Linked DNA regions of Sus scrofa: all the other regions are linked to region 2. The links are chromatin contacts, called in public Hi-C and HiChIP or PLAC-seq maps. All regions are on one chromosome and are shown on one strand. Each heading gives the region's core, a stretch centred on a gene start, on an enhancer-like site or on the middle of the called end of the contact. The rest is flanking DNA. Distances are from core to core; before and after follow the strand shown.

Region 1 (3,825 bases), core at 1,285-3,784, 51 kb before region 2:
AGAGCCACAGCAACACGGGATCCGAGCCGCGTCTGCAACCTGCACCACAGCTCACGGCAACGCCGGATCGTTAACCCACTGAGCAAGGGCAGGGACCGAACCCACAACCTCATGGTTCCTAGTCGGATTCGTTAACCACTGCACCACGACGGGAACTCCTTAATAAAAGTCTTCAATAATTACTTTCTGTATTTTTACTTTAAACCTTCCCACTAAAAGTGAGATTTGCAGTTTTGATTAGAAAGTTATAGAGGTTCCTGTGTGGTGCAGCAGGTTAAGGATCCGGCATTGTCACTGCTGTGGCTCAGGTCTAGCTACTGTAGCTTGTGTTCCAACCCTGGGCCAGGAACTTCTGCATGCCGCAGGTGTGGCCAAGAAAAAAAAAAAAAATACAGCTAATCTTTACATAGATCTTGACCTTTCTAGTCTTCACTATCTGCTTTTCTCTTCTGCTCCACCACCATGGGGGGGGCACAATGTTCTCCTTAGACTTAACATTTCCAGTTGTGCACTGAAGTCTGATTATAGGCTGCTTCTTTGAATTCCTTTTTAGTGACCTGACCCAATTTCCATGACTTGTGACATTGCAAAGGGCCCTGTATAGTTTAAGTAAGCATAATGGTGCTGCACATTTTCTCCTTTCTCTATGTTTAAGATGCCTAACTCTTCATACTTTTTCTTCCATTAAGTCCTTCCTGGCTTTCTACTGAAATTCTATTACAACTCTTAACAGGAGATGGTAATAGAATGGGGAAGAGAATCTGTTCATAAATATGGGGCTGAAGAGAGATGAAAGCTCTAAATTCATAGTTAACAAAGCAGAAATAGAAGTCTGACAGAAATAGCCACGAAATAAGCCAGGATTTATTTAGATGTACCTCTGGGAGAAGCTGGGATTTAATGTGATGTTCCAAGAGCCAATGCCCTGTTTTCTGTGCTCTTCTCCCCTTCCCCCTCTTCCTTAATACTTTGTTGCAAAAGAAAAGAAAACCTCAGACTCCACAGCAGGCTAAAGGGCAGTCCTACTGGGGCCTGAATCACTGTGGAAGGGAGGGAAGAAGGGAGAAGATAGGTGAGGAAAGAGAGAGGAGCAGGTGGGCAGTCTTTTCAGAAACACATTAGGTCAGATGTGGAGAAGGGCTAGAAGGGAGCGTAAACTGTGTAAGGTCTTTATCCCTTACAATTGTGGTAGTTCTCTAATCTCTTTAACCACCATGCACTTCATGGAAACCCCCATTCATGATGAAAGAGAAGCTTCAGTACAGAGTCCAGGAATACTTCCAACACAGTAAAACCTCTCTGGCCACCAGCAGTATTTCCTTCAATAGTGGACCCCTTAGTTCCTTCTCAATGTAATTTTTTTTTTTTTTTGCCTTTTTTAGGGCTGCACCCACAACACATGGAAATTCCCATGAGCTAGGGTTCGAATCCAAGCTGCAGCTGCCAGCCTACACCACAGTCACAGCCATGCCAGATCCGAGCTGCGTTTGTCACCTACACCACAGCTCATGGCAACGCCAGATCCTTAACCCACTGAGCAAGGCCAGAATCAAACCTGCATCTTCATGGATACTAGCTGGGTTCATAACCTGCTGAGCCACAACAGGAACTCCCTTGATGTAACTTTTAATCTTTCATACATACCCTTATTCTGATACTGATGAACTATGCTGATGCCCTTGTTTTCAGGATCAACTCACTCATACTGCCTTCTTTCTCCAGCTTGCTAAAATGACTCTTCACTGACTCCTCCTAACCACTGCTAACAGGGACTGCTGCCCCCTCCTCCATCACTGACCAACCGATCCAATTAACCATCCAACTAATCCTCTCACTCACTGAGTCTCTAGCCTTAAGCAGTCCTCCAAACCCTCAGATGAGTCACCACACTTGGTAACATATTTATATGGAACATCACTGATTCCCCACAAAGACTGTCTGAGCGCCACTCTCTCCCCACCTACCTCTCTCCAGGCTCACCTTCTCTCCAGCAACCCCTTCCTCCGCAAGATGTGACTCCACTCCCACCCCTCCTCACACAGACCTCTCCACCCTGACCCTCTCCCCTGCAGACTCTCGTGCTCAGCCGGACCCCCTCTTCCTCGTGCAGACAGTCTCACGCCCACCTCTGCTCTCGCTGCCCCTCTCCTCGGTCCTCTCCTCACACAGCTCCGGGTCAGAATTACCACCTCCCCATCCCGACTCCTTTAGCCTTTGCCCGCCCCCGCCTTCCCCGCCTCACTCTCCCTTCGCTGACATTGAGGCCTCTCCCCTAGGTCTCTTCCCAGCGTTGCCCCCAGCTGCTGCTAAGCAGGGCCCTCAGCACTAGCGGAGCCCACTCTACTCAGCCCACCCCCTCAGATACCGCCCCCAGCCCCCAGCCACTCCCCCACCGCCCCCGGCCCTCACTCACCCGCCTCCCTGAGCTCGCGCAGCCGAACCTGCCGGCAGCGACACCTGACAGCGGCCCAATCAAAGCGCGACTTCTCTTCGCTGCCACCAATCAGCGGAGGGCGCGCACCGGCGGCAGAGTCAGGCTGCGTTGGCCGGCGCTACTGCGCGGAGGAGGGTGGCCTCTAGTGGCTCTGGGGAGGAGGTGCAACGTAATGTTCTCTGATTTCTAACTGCGTGGCCGACAGTCCAGATGCTCTCTGTCTAGACAGAAACTTTCCAATGAGAGGAAGGTGGGGTGCGGGGGCACGATGCAGGGGAAGAGGCCCAGTTTACGCCACTGCACCTTCTTGAGGACAAAACCAGGTCTTGTTTGTATTGTAAAATAAAACGATATGTGATAGGCGTAGAGATCCAATGAGTGTTGGTTGCAAATGTTAACGGACTAGAGAAGGCTTGTCTCCAAGGCTGGAGACAAAAACAGCGACAGAAACAAATCAGAAAGTTAAGGGCTAGAACAGAGAGACTTATTTATGGATGGGACAAGAAAATGCATGGACTTGGAAGGCTGAGTCAGTGGATTTCTATCTCCCTACTCTGCTTGCTCTCACCCTCTAGACTTGTTTGAATCCTGGGCCTTGCCTTTAATAGCTGTGGAGCTTTGGACAAGTCACTGAAATTCCCTCAGCCTCTGTTTTCTCACCTGTAAGAGTGTGGGATTAGAAACCCTAATCACAGGGTAGTGATTATATGAAAGTATTTTGTATGTTTGTGTTATTACTAATCTTGCATCCTCACTAAGGTTTTCCTGGTTCAAAACAATTCCAAGTTCCCCAGTTCTTCTCTGCAACTTAGCACTTTTTCAGTCAAATGCCTCATTATACTGACCCCAAGTCGTCCCGAATGACTTGGACTAACCCTAAGAGAAAGAGATTCTGAAAAAGCAGGACCTTATGATCCTTCCCTGCCCACCCCCTGAATCCTCCACCTGCCTTTTGACTGTAGAAAAACTTTAGTCAAGGAGTAAGTTTAATCAGAGACACAAGAAAATGCAGAAGCAAAGGAAAAACAGTCAAACAAGACCAAATAATAATAGTCATTAAGACATTTAGTTCCTTCTCAAGGGCTGTAGATGATATTCTGAGCCATATCCTGTGAGCTGTTTTGTAGGTACTGAGCCCAACTCCCACCATGTGGAAAAAAGTTAACTACATGATGACCAGGCTGTAGCCATGACATGCTACCATAATTCTGAGAACTGGCCTCAAGGAAATGGCAATAAACCCACCCTGAAACTGAAGACTAACTGTACTTAAAACAATCAAGAGGACATTGATCAGACCAGCACATGACCAATCTCAAGACGACTGTCAGAGCTAACTGCTGTTTCTGCCTGTAGCCCCCCTCCCTTTACCTGTAAAAATCTCTTCATTG
Region 2 (3,916 bases), core at 75-2,574:
CCCTGGCCCAGGAACTTCCAGATGCCAAGAGTTTGGCCAAAAAAAAGTTTGGTGTAACTTCCAAACTAGCAGCCAAACCAATCTCCCCTGAATTTTCCACCTTTAAAATTCTCCCTCTGCTTCCTACTCATTGGTGGTGTGAACAGGAGACTTAAATTCATCCTAGGGAAGAAAGAGGCTGCTGACCAAGTATCTCTCGGATGGTGTGCCGTGGCACAGCTTGGCTCAAGCCTTGCAGGTGCTCGATGAGAGAGAAAGTATCAATCAGACGGGAACGAATGGCATCAGCTCGGGGCAGTTGCATGTGTCCTGTTGGGCCGTAAGTGGCCATGTCTGTTAAGAACATGAAAGAATCGAGTGTTATTTCATTTCAAGCTGGAGTTGCACCACAGCTTAGAGGTTCTCTTTCCCTCCTCCCAACCTCTTTGCCCTTAAGAAGACAAATGTTATATACCTAGACGCAAGGCTTTCTGAAACAAAAGGAGTCATAACAGAGAATCTGCGCAGTTGACTACATGGACAGGTACCTTTACTTGTGTGACAGCATTTCTAGTTAAAAGCAGCAGCCAACAAAGAGCAGGAGTCCTGAGCTGGACAAAGAGGAATTCCGGCACCACCTGGACCTGAGGGAATCGGGTCATGAATGCAATGATGGGAGGAATGGGAGGGCTTAGGACTGCCCGCTATGAAAAACCAAGTTAAGAGGAATTGGACAAAATGCAACAGCCTGACATTTTGAAAAGGTATCCCGTCCCGAGTATCCACTCCAACTTGCTGCCTCAGGCGCCAGCTCCTTCTCTCAGTTCCCGATTCTGGGCCTCACCTCAGGCCGGGCTCTCTTCCGCTCACTCAGCCCTGAGTTCGCTATCCCAGTCTCCGGCTCTGGCACCCCCCCTGAGCTCTGCTCTCCCCACGCGGGACGAGCTCAAGGTCGGTTCCTAGCCTCGCTGCGCCCCACGCCCAGCTCCGCCCGGTCCCGCCCTCTCCCGGGGTTCCGGCTCGCCCCCGGCCCACCCGGAACACCAGCCCCCAGCCCGGGCCCCCTCCCAGCCCAGCTCGCCAGGCGCTTGCCGCCTCAGCCCCGCCCCGCGCTTCGACCACTCGGCGGTTACCAGCTGGTCCCGCCCGCCCGACGCAGGCGCCGCGCAGCCAATCAGCGGCTGCCACACTGCGGCCCAGCCGGGCTGGGGGGTTGGGACCTCCGGCTGCAGGTCCGCCTGGGTCAGACGCGCGAGCTGAGGCAGAGGGTGAGTGGTCGCCGGCACGGCCTCCGCAGTCCCCGCCGAACCCTGACCCTCCTGGCCGCCCCCGCCTCAGCTGGTCGCCATGCGCCTCTGCCGCCTAGCGCTGTTCCCGGGCGTGGCGCTTCTTCTCGCCGCCGCCCGCCTCGCCGCTGCCTCCGACGTGCTGGAACTCACCGACGACAACTTCGAGAGTCGCATCTCCGACACGGGCTCTGCGGGGCTCATGCTCGTGGAGTTCTTTGCCCCCTGGTGAGGCCACTTAACCGGGGCGGGAGAGGGAGGGCCGGGCTGAGCCGGAGCGAGGGCGCGGGAACGGTTAGGCCTACGCAGCGCCGGCTCCCTCCATCATCGCCGCGATCCCGGCAGCAGCCCGCAGATTTTCCACCTACGGGGAACCGAGCTGCCTCACCGAGAGCGGAGGAGTCGGTGCTGATGGCCTGGAAGCGAGACCGGAGAGGGAAAACGCGAGGCCCCTCTCCCGCAGGGCCACATCCTTACCTCGGTGCTCTTGTGGCACTTCCTATTGCAGAGGGTTTAACCACCATACCACACCACCCCCGCCCGCCGCCTTTCCCCGCTTCGTTTCGTATCTTTACAGTTTTCTGGGTGAGTCAGTGTTGCTGTTTGCCATTCATTAGACGAGCATCGCAAGGCCTTATATTGGAAGTCAGCGTTTCACCAAGTGCAGAAGCCCTGGGCCCCCACGGTACTTCCTTTCTTGCCCCACGCAGCCATTGGTTTCTAGCCAAGGTCACTCAGTGGCTGCAGAATGGTCATAAGTGCTTTCTTGAGGCAGGCAGTTATTTTGTCCATCACATGGTGCGCTTTCACCATTAAGCCCATCACTTCTCAACATTAGCAGAATTTTGTTAAAAAAAGAGTAAATAAACAGAGTAATTCTGTTAGAATCTGTCTAAATGGTCACTTTTAGTTAGGATTTCTAAAAAATGCCAAAGACCCCAGTGAGAAGGTAGTGTTGGTGAAATACTCCACTTGAGTGATATAACTGAACAAGAATGTAAATTCTTTTGGATAAAACTAAATGGAAATAAAAAGCTGGTGGGTGGGGGTGGGGAGAGACCAAATAGGATTTCTGGCCCAGTAAACCAGCACTCTGGTGGTGGTGTGGTGTTTTTTTTTTCCCCCAAAAAAATCTTTACCAGATTATCTTTACGATGATTATCTTAACACTGGGGACAACTCAGTATAAGCACACTAATTGTAGTACTTGATTTTTCTTCTGCGACAATGACCCTAAATTAAAAATTATGTGTATTCAAAAGTTACAGCAAAAGAATATTAGGTAACTTTCACTTGCTTCTGATTCTCATCTTCATTCTGCAAGGGTTCAGCTGACTTGAGGGTTACACTAGAAGTCCTGTAATGAAGACCACCTGAACCAGAAGGCTGTGTTTAGAGGCAACACATTTTGTTTCCAGCTGGTGGCAGTTTATTCATCCGGGGCTGTTCTGTGGCTGACTGGCGGTACTGATTACACATCATAGGTGGTTTTTTTTGTTTGTTTTTTGGGTTGTTTTTTTTTTTTTTGTCTTTTTTTTTTTTTGCTATTTCTTGGGCCGCTCCAGCGGCATATGGAGGTTCCCACGCTGGGGGTCCAATCGGAGCTGTAGCCACTAGCCTATGCCAGAGCCACAGCAACTCGGGATCCGAGCCGCGTCTGCAGCCTACACCACCTACAACACGGCAACGCCGGATCATTAACCCACTGAGCAAGGGCAGGGACCGAACCTGCAACCTCATGGTTCCTAGTCTGATTTGTTAACCACTGCGCCACGACGGGAACTCCCATAGGTGGTTTTTATACATCTATAGAATTCACATTCTTTTGGAAACAACTCTTCCCAATCATATTACCACACTATTAACTCTCAGGGGGTGTCACTGTGATTAAAATGGCGCTCTATGTAGTTGTATCAAGACTATTTGGTGCCTCTGACTACAGGGGTCAACATGAAATGAATTGCAGGAGAATTGTGGGCTATTAGACTTAGTTTAAAGCAGTTTTTTTTTTTTTTTCCCCTATTGAAGGTGTTCTCTGCTACTTTAAATTGTTGCATGTGCTTCCTTAAAAACTACATATCCCATCATGCACTAAACTATCCCTAAAACTGGGTGGATCTCTGCAGTGGTGTCTCCTTTTAATTGGTATGGAAGTTAAGGTCATCCTCCACAATACCTACAAGAAGAATCAGTTTTCTGAATGAGAAATTTGAATCAAAGAAGTCTCCTGTTGGAGTTCCCGTCGTGGCGCAGTGGTTAATGAATCCGACTAGGAACCATGAGGTTGCGGGTTCGGTCCCTGCCCTTGCTCAGTGGGTTGACGATCCGGCGTTGCCGTGAGCTGTGGTGTAGGTTGCAGACGCAGCTCGGATCCCGCGTTGCTGTGGCTCTGGCGTAGGCCGGTGGCTACAGCTCCGATTCAACCCCTAGCCTGGGAACCTCCATATGCCGCGGGAGCGGCCCAAGAAATAGCAACAACAACAACAAAACAACAACAAAAAAGACAAAAGACAAAAAAAAAAAAAAGAAGAAGTCTCCTGTTGATGATGTCCTTATTTCTTCCCATTCAACCATTCTTTTTTTTTTTTTTTTCCAATATGGCTGCACTCAAGGCATGTGGAAAGTCCCAGGGCCAGCAGTTGAACTTGCAC
Region 3 (3,770 bases), core at 554-3,053, 47 kb after region 2:
GAAGTTCCCAGTTAGGGGTCATATTGGAGCTACAGCTGCCAGCCTACACCACAGCCACAGCAACAAAGGATCTTAGCTGGGAGCTGCGTCTGTGACCTACACCACAGCTCACAGCAACAAAGGATCTTAGCTGGGAGCTGCGTCTGTGACCTACACCACAGCTCACAGCAAAGCTGGATCCTTAATCCACTGAGCGAGGCCAGGAAATGAACCTGCATCCTCATGGATAGTAGTTGGATTGTTTCTGTTGCCACAATGGGAACTCCACATTGCATGTATGTATTTATTTTAGTGATTTTTATTTTTTCCATTATAGCTGGTTTACAGTGTTCTGTCAATTTTCTACTGCACAGCAAGGTGACCCAGTCACACATATACATATACATTTCTTTTTCTCACATTACCATGCTCCATCATAAGTGATTTGATATAGTTCCCAGTGCTATACAGCAGGATCCCATTGCCTATCCATTTCAAAGGCAATAGTTTGCATTGTATTTATTTTTATAGTTACTTCATGTTTGTGGGCAAGCAGTAACTGATTTTAAATTTACTAAAGGAATATTAAGTTTGGGCTGTATTCTTCACTTAAAACTGATATAATTTTTTTTTTTTTTGGCCACGCCCCAGGCATGTGGAAGTTTCTTGGCCAGGGATCTAACCTGCCTGTGCCACAGCAGCTCCAAGGCAGATCCTTGAACTACTGTGCCACTAGGGGGCTTCCGAAAAATTTTAACAAGAAGTAGTAGTGATTACTTGGATATGGCAAAAATCATGAGAATTTCCTGAATGTGGTTTATTGCATGCCCATTAGCGCTACGTTGAGACAGAAGCAAGTTTGAAGTTCTAGCCTCAAGTCAGTTCTGCTATGGGCATTAGCTAGAGAAAATCACAACCAATCCCTTCCTGTGAGATTTCCTAAGCATTTCTCCTTTATCCAGTGAATTCCCCAGGATAGGTAGGGAGTCGTAGACAGATTAGCAGTGCTGGGAATGAGAATTCAGCGGGAAGTCTAATCTTCCCGCCCTATTCAACTACCAATTACAAGCCAGGTATGGCTGGTGGAGATAGTAGTAGAGAAAGCTAGAGGGAGAAATGGACATAGCATGTGCATTTCCCAATCTCTCAGTCTGTGACTTTGGAGTCCTTCAATACTTGCAAGCAACATATTTAAAGCTTCCGTGGCGATAAGAGTAGGATCAAATTTTAGGACCTACAGGATGTGGTTGCTTATTTCCATATTGGAGGAGTTTGGATGGGGGAACAATGGGGTTGGAAGGGAGTTTCTGAAGTTGCGTCTGTACGTGATTTTACAGCGTACGTGAATTCAGGTGTCCTCATGAGTGGCTCGGTAGCGGTGGGGAATCCTAACCACAGAGTTTAGCCCCAGAGTCTTGCGAAAAGAACCTGGGGGACCATTTCCGCCGCCGAGATGCCCCGCCCTCCGTCCCTCCAAGGTTTCCTATGGGCGAGTTTGTCTCCCAAACCTTCCCCGCATGAGGTCACTCTGCCAGGTCACGTGCTCAAGCCCGCGGGAGCGCCACATCGCCAGCCGCACCCCTCCACCCCCACCCTGCCCACGTGACCCGGCCTACTTTCTCCCCACCCGACCCAACGACTTGCTCGGGAAGCCCCGCCCCACGCCGTGCGCTCTGCCTACGAACCTCCGCCTCTCAGCCGTCCGGGCTCAAGCGTGGCCCGTGGCCCCACGTGTTTACTCCTGTCCAATGGGAGTCGGAGTCCGGGAGCGAAGGGGCGGGGAGGAAAAGACGACTTCTTTACGCTGCGAGAAAGGGGCGGGGCTTCCAACGTCGTTCTGAGCGAGGGGACGCAACGGAGGCAGGCCGGAGCCGCTGCCGTCGCCATGACCCGTGAGCACCGAATCCCCCTTCTCTTGCCCCTTTCTCCTCTTCACCCTGCACAAGACTGCCAAATCTCGGCACTGACCTCCTTTTGGCTTCGCCAGCGAGACCCTTCTCTGGGAGAGGTCTATAGCGACCCTCACCCTAGCAGCCCGGAAATCGACCCTTCGCCCACCGCCACTTTTTGAGAACCTTACCCCCACCGCCCCTTCAGGCAAAACCCTTCCCAGACCTTCCGTGGTGTGGGGAGAAGCCCTGTGCCCCTGTGGTGGACCCCGAGCTCCTCTACTCCAGATCTCTGCCCATCCCCCACAGAGATCCATACCACGTACACCCACCACCACCACCACCTGTCTGGGCCCCCATGCTGCAACGAAATTCGAAACTTGTCTCTAGCAGGCTTCTCGGGACTGTCGTCCCTCGATTTCCCAGTTTGACCTGCCCCGTGGCAGCTTCCGCACCCCCCCTCCCCGCCCAATCTGCAGTCTAGGCCCTGAAAAACGGTCCCGTGTCGACGCCTGGGGAATGAAGTATTGGACCCTACTGGTGTCCCGGGTCAGGGAACAGGGTTGTCGGTGTGTGGCCAGAAAGGCTCTCGCGTCTCACCTTTTACCTTTTTTCTTTAGGCGGTAACCAGCGCGAGCTCGCCCGCCAGAAGAATATGAAAAAGCAGAGCGACTCGGTTAAGGGAAAGCGCCGAGATGACGGGCTTTCTGCTGCCGCCCGCAAGCAGAGGTAGCCCCAGGGAGGGGAGGGGAGGGTGGGGTGAGACCTGGGTTAGACCAAGGGTTGTACCAGCAAAGAGAACTACCTCAGGGCTTACCATCTGGACTAGTCGTGAGGGGCAGAGTGCATTGTTTGCTCTAGGGTTTTATTCCTCTCACCTTCTAAATTGTTAGCTCACAGCCATATAGGAACGGACTGGGGCTGGTGCTTACTCTCGGTCTGATTTGTGAGTGCCCCCCGGGTCTGACCTTAAGGGCAAGGGCAGGGAACTTCACATTTCAAATGCAGTAGTGGTTATGACAGCCCAGTCCTTTTGGCCCTCCTTGCAGTTCATTTGTCCTCCCTTCTCCCAACCTTTCTCACTGGTGTTGCTGGGTGTGGTACTTGGCACAGAATAGCCTTGGGCCTGTGTGGCCAGACTTCTGACCCCTTGGGCAAAAGCCAGATAGAGACTGATTGCCTTTTGAGCCTCAGCTCTCTTCCTCTTGTTCTCCTAGGGTGGGAATATAGCAGCCACACGCTGAATTTTGTCCCATCCACTTCCATCTTATCCTTTGTGCCCTTCATCCCCCTGCATCTTGTCCTTTTTGCCCTCTGGTACCTCCCAGTGCCCCATCATCTCTACCCCCAGGGACTCGGAGATCATGCAGCAGAAGCAGAAAAAGGCAAACGAGAAGAAGGAGGAACCCAAGTAGCTTTGTGGCTTCGTGTCCAACCCTCTTGCCCTTCGCCTGTGTGCCTGGAGCCAGTCCCACCACGCTCGCGTTTTCTCCTGTAGTGCTCACAGGTCCCAGCACCGATGGCATTCCCTTTGCCCTGAGTCTGCAGCGGGTCCCTTTTGTGCTTCCTTCCCCTCAGGTAGCCTCTCTCCCCCTGGGCCACTCCTGGGGGTGAGGAGGTTACCTCTTCCCAGTGTTTTTTATTCCTGTGGGGCTCACCCCAAAGTATTAAAAGTAGCTTTGTAATTCCTTGAGCGCCTGGTTTGACTGGGGATTTGGGGGGTTGGGGATGGAGGAATGGCTGCCTGCCCTTTCCCACCAAAAGGGGAGACCTTTAGACTCCAAAAGGTTGTGGATATGTAGATTAAGTGAAACGTCAAAGCAAAAATCCTTTATTGTGCTACAACAAACAGACAAATATGTTGGGTACGTGGTAGAGAAATCCTCTCAGAACCGTAGGGAC

What was found. A called contact is a pair of places that touch in the nucleus more often than the background predicts. HiChIP or PLAC-seq counts read pairs in DNA pulled down with a chosen protein or histone mark.
Region 1: a contact with region 2 is called in an H3K27ac HiChIP or PLAC-seq map of alveolar macrophages. The contact joins the promoter of PPIP5K1 here to the promoter of PDIA3 in region 2. A contact is called at or near these places in 2 of 47 Hi-C or Micro-C datasets (adipocytes and brain) and 1 of 2 datasets of contacts at active chromatin or transcription factors (alveolar macrophages).
Region 3: a contact with region 2 is called in a Hi-C map of liver, with 2.2 times the contacts expected there. The contact joins the promoter of SERF2 here to the promoter of PDIA3 in region 2. A contact is called at or near these places in 1 of 47 Hi-C or Micro-C datasets (liver) and 1 of 2 datasets of contacts at active chromatin or transcription factors (alveolar macrophages).

Annotation. Positions count from the first base shown.
Region 1 is chr1:127,864,196-127,868,020 of Sscrofa11.1, reverse strand. PPIP5K1 (inositol hexakisphosphate and diphosphoinositol-pentakisphosphate kinase 1) reads right to left here and starts at 2,534. Exons shown (of 30, transcript XM_021096881.1): 1 at 2,414-2,534.
Region 2 is chr1:127,811,504-127,815,419 of Sscrofa11.1, reverse strand. PDIA3 (protein disulfide isomerase family A member 3) reads left to right here and starts at 1,324. Exons shown (of 14, transcript NM_001195112.1): 1 at 1,324-1,493. The coding sequence starts at 1,327. CATSPER2 (cation channel sperm associated 2) reads right to left here and starts at 858. Exons shown (of 13, transcript NM_001244270.1): 1 at 528-858; 2 at 187-333. The coding sequence starts at 331.
Region 3 is chr1:127,765,551-127,769,320 of Sscrofa11.1, reverse strand. SERF2 (small EDRK-rich factor 2) reads left to right here and starts at 1,803. Exons shown (of 3, transcript NM_001190206.1): 1 at 1,803-1,871; 2 at 2,489-2,597; 3 at 3,220-3,561. The coding sequence starts at 1,865. The coding sequence ends at 3,283.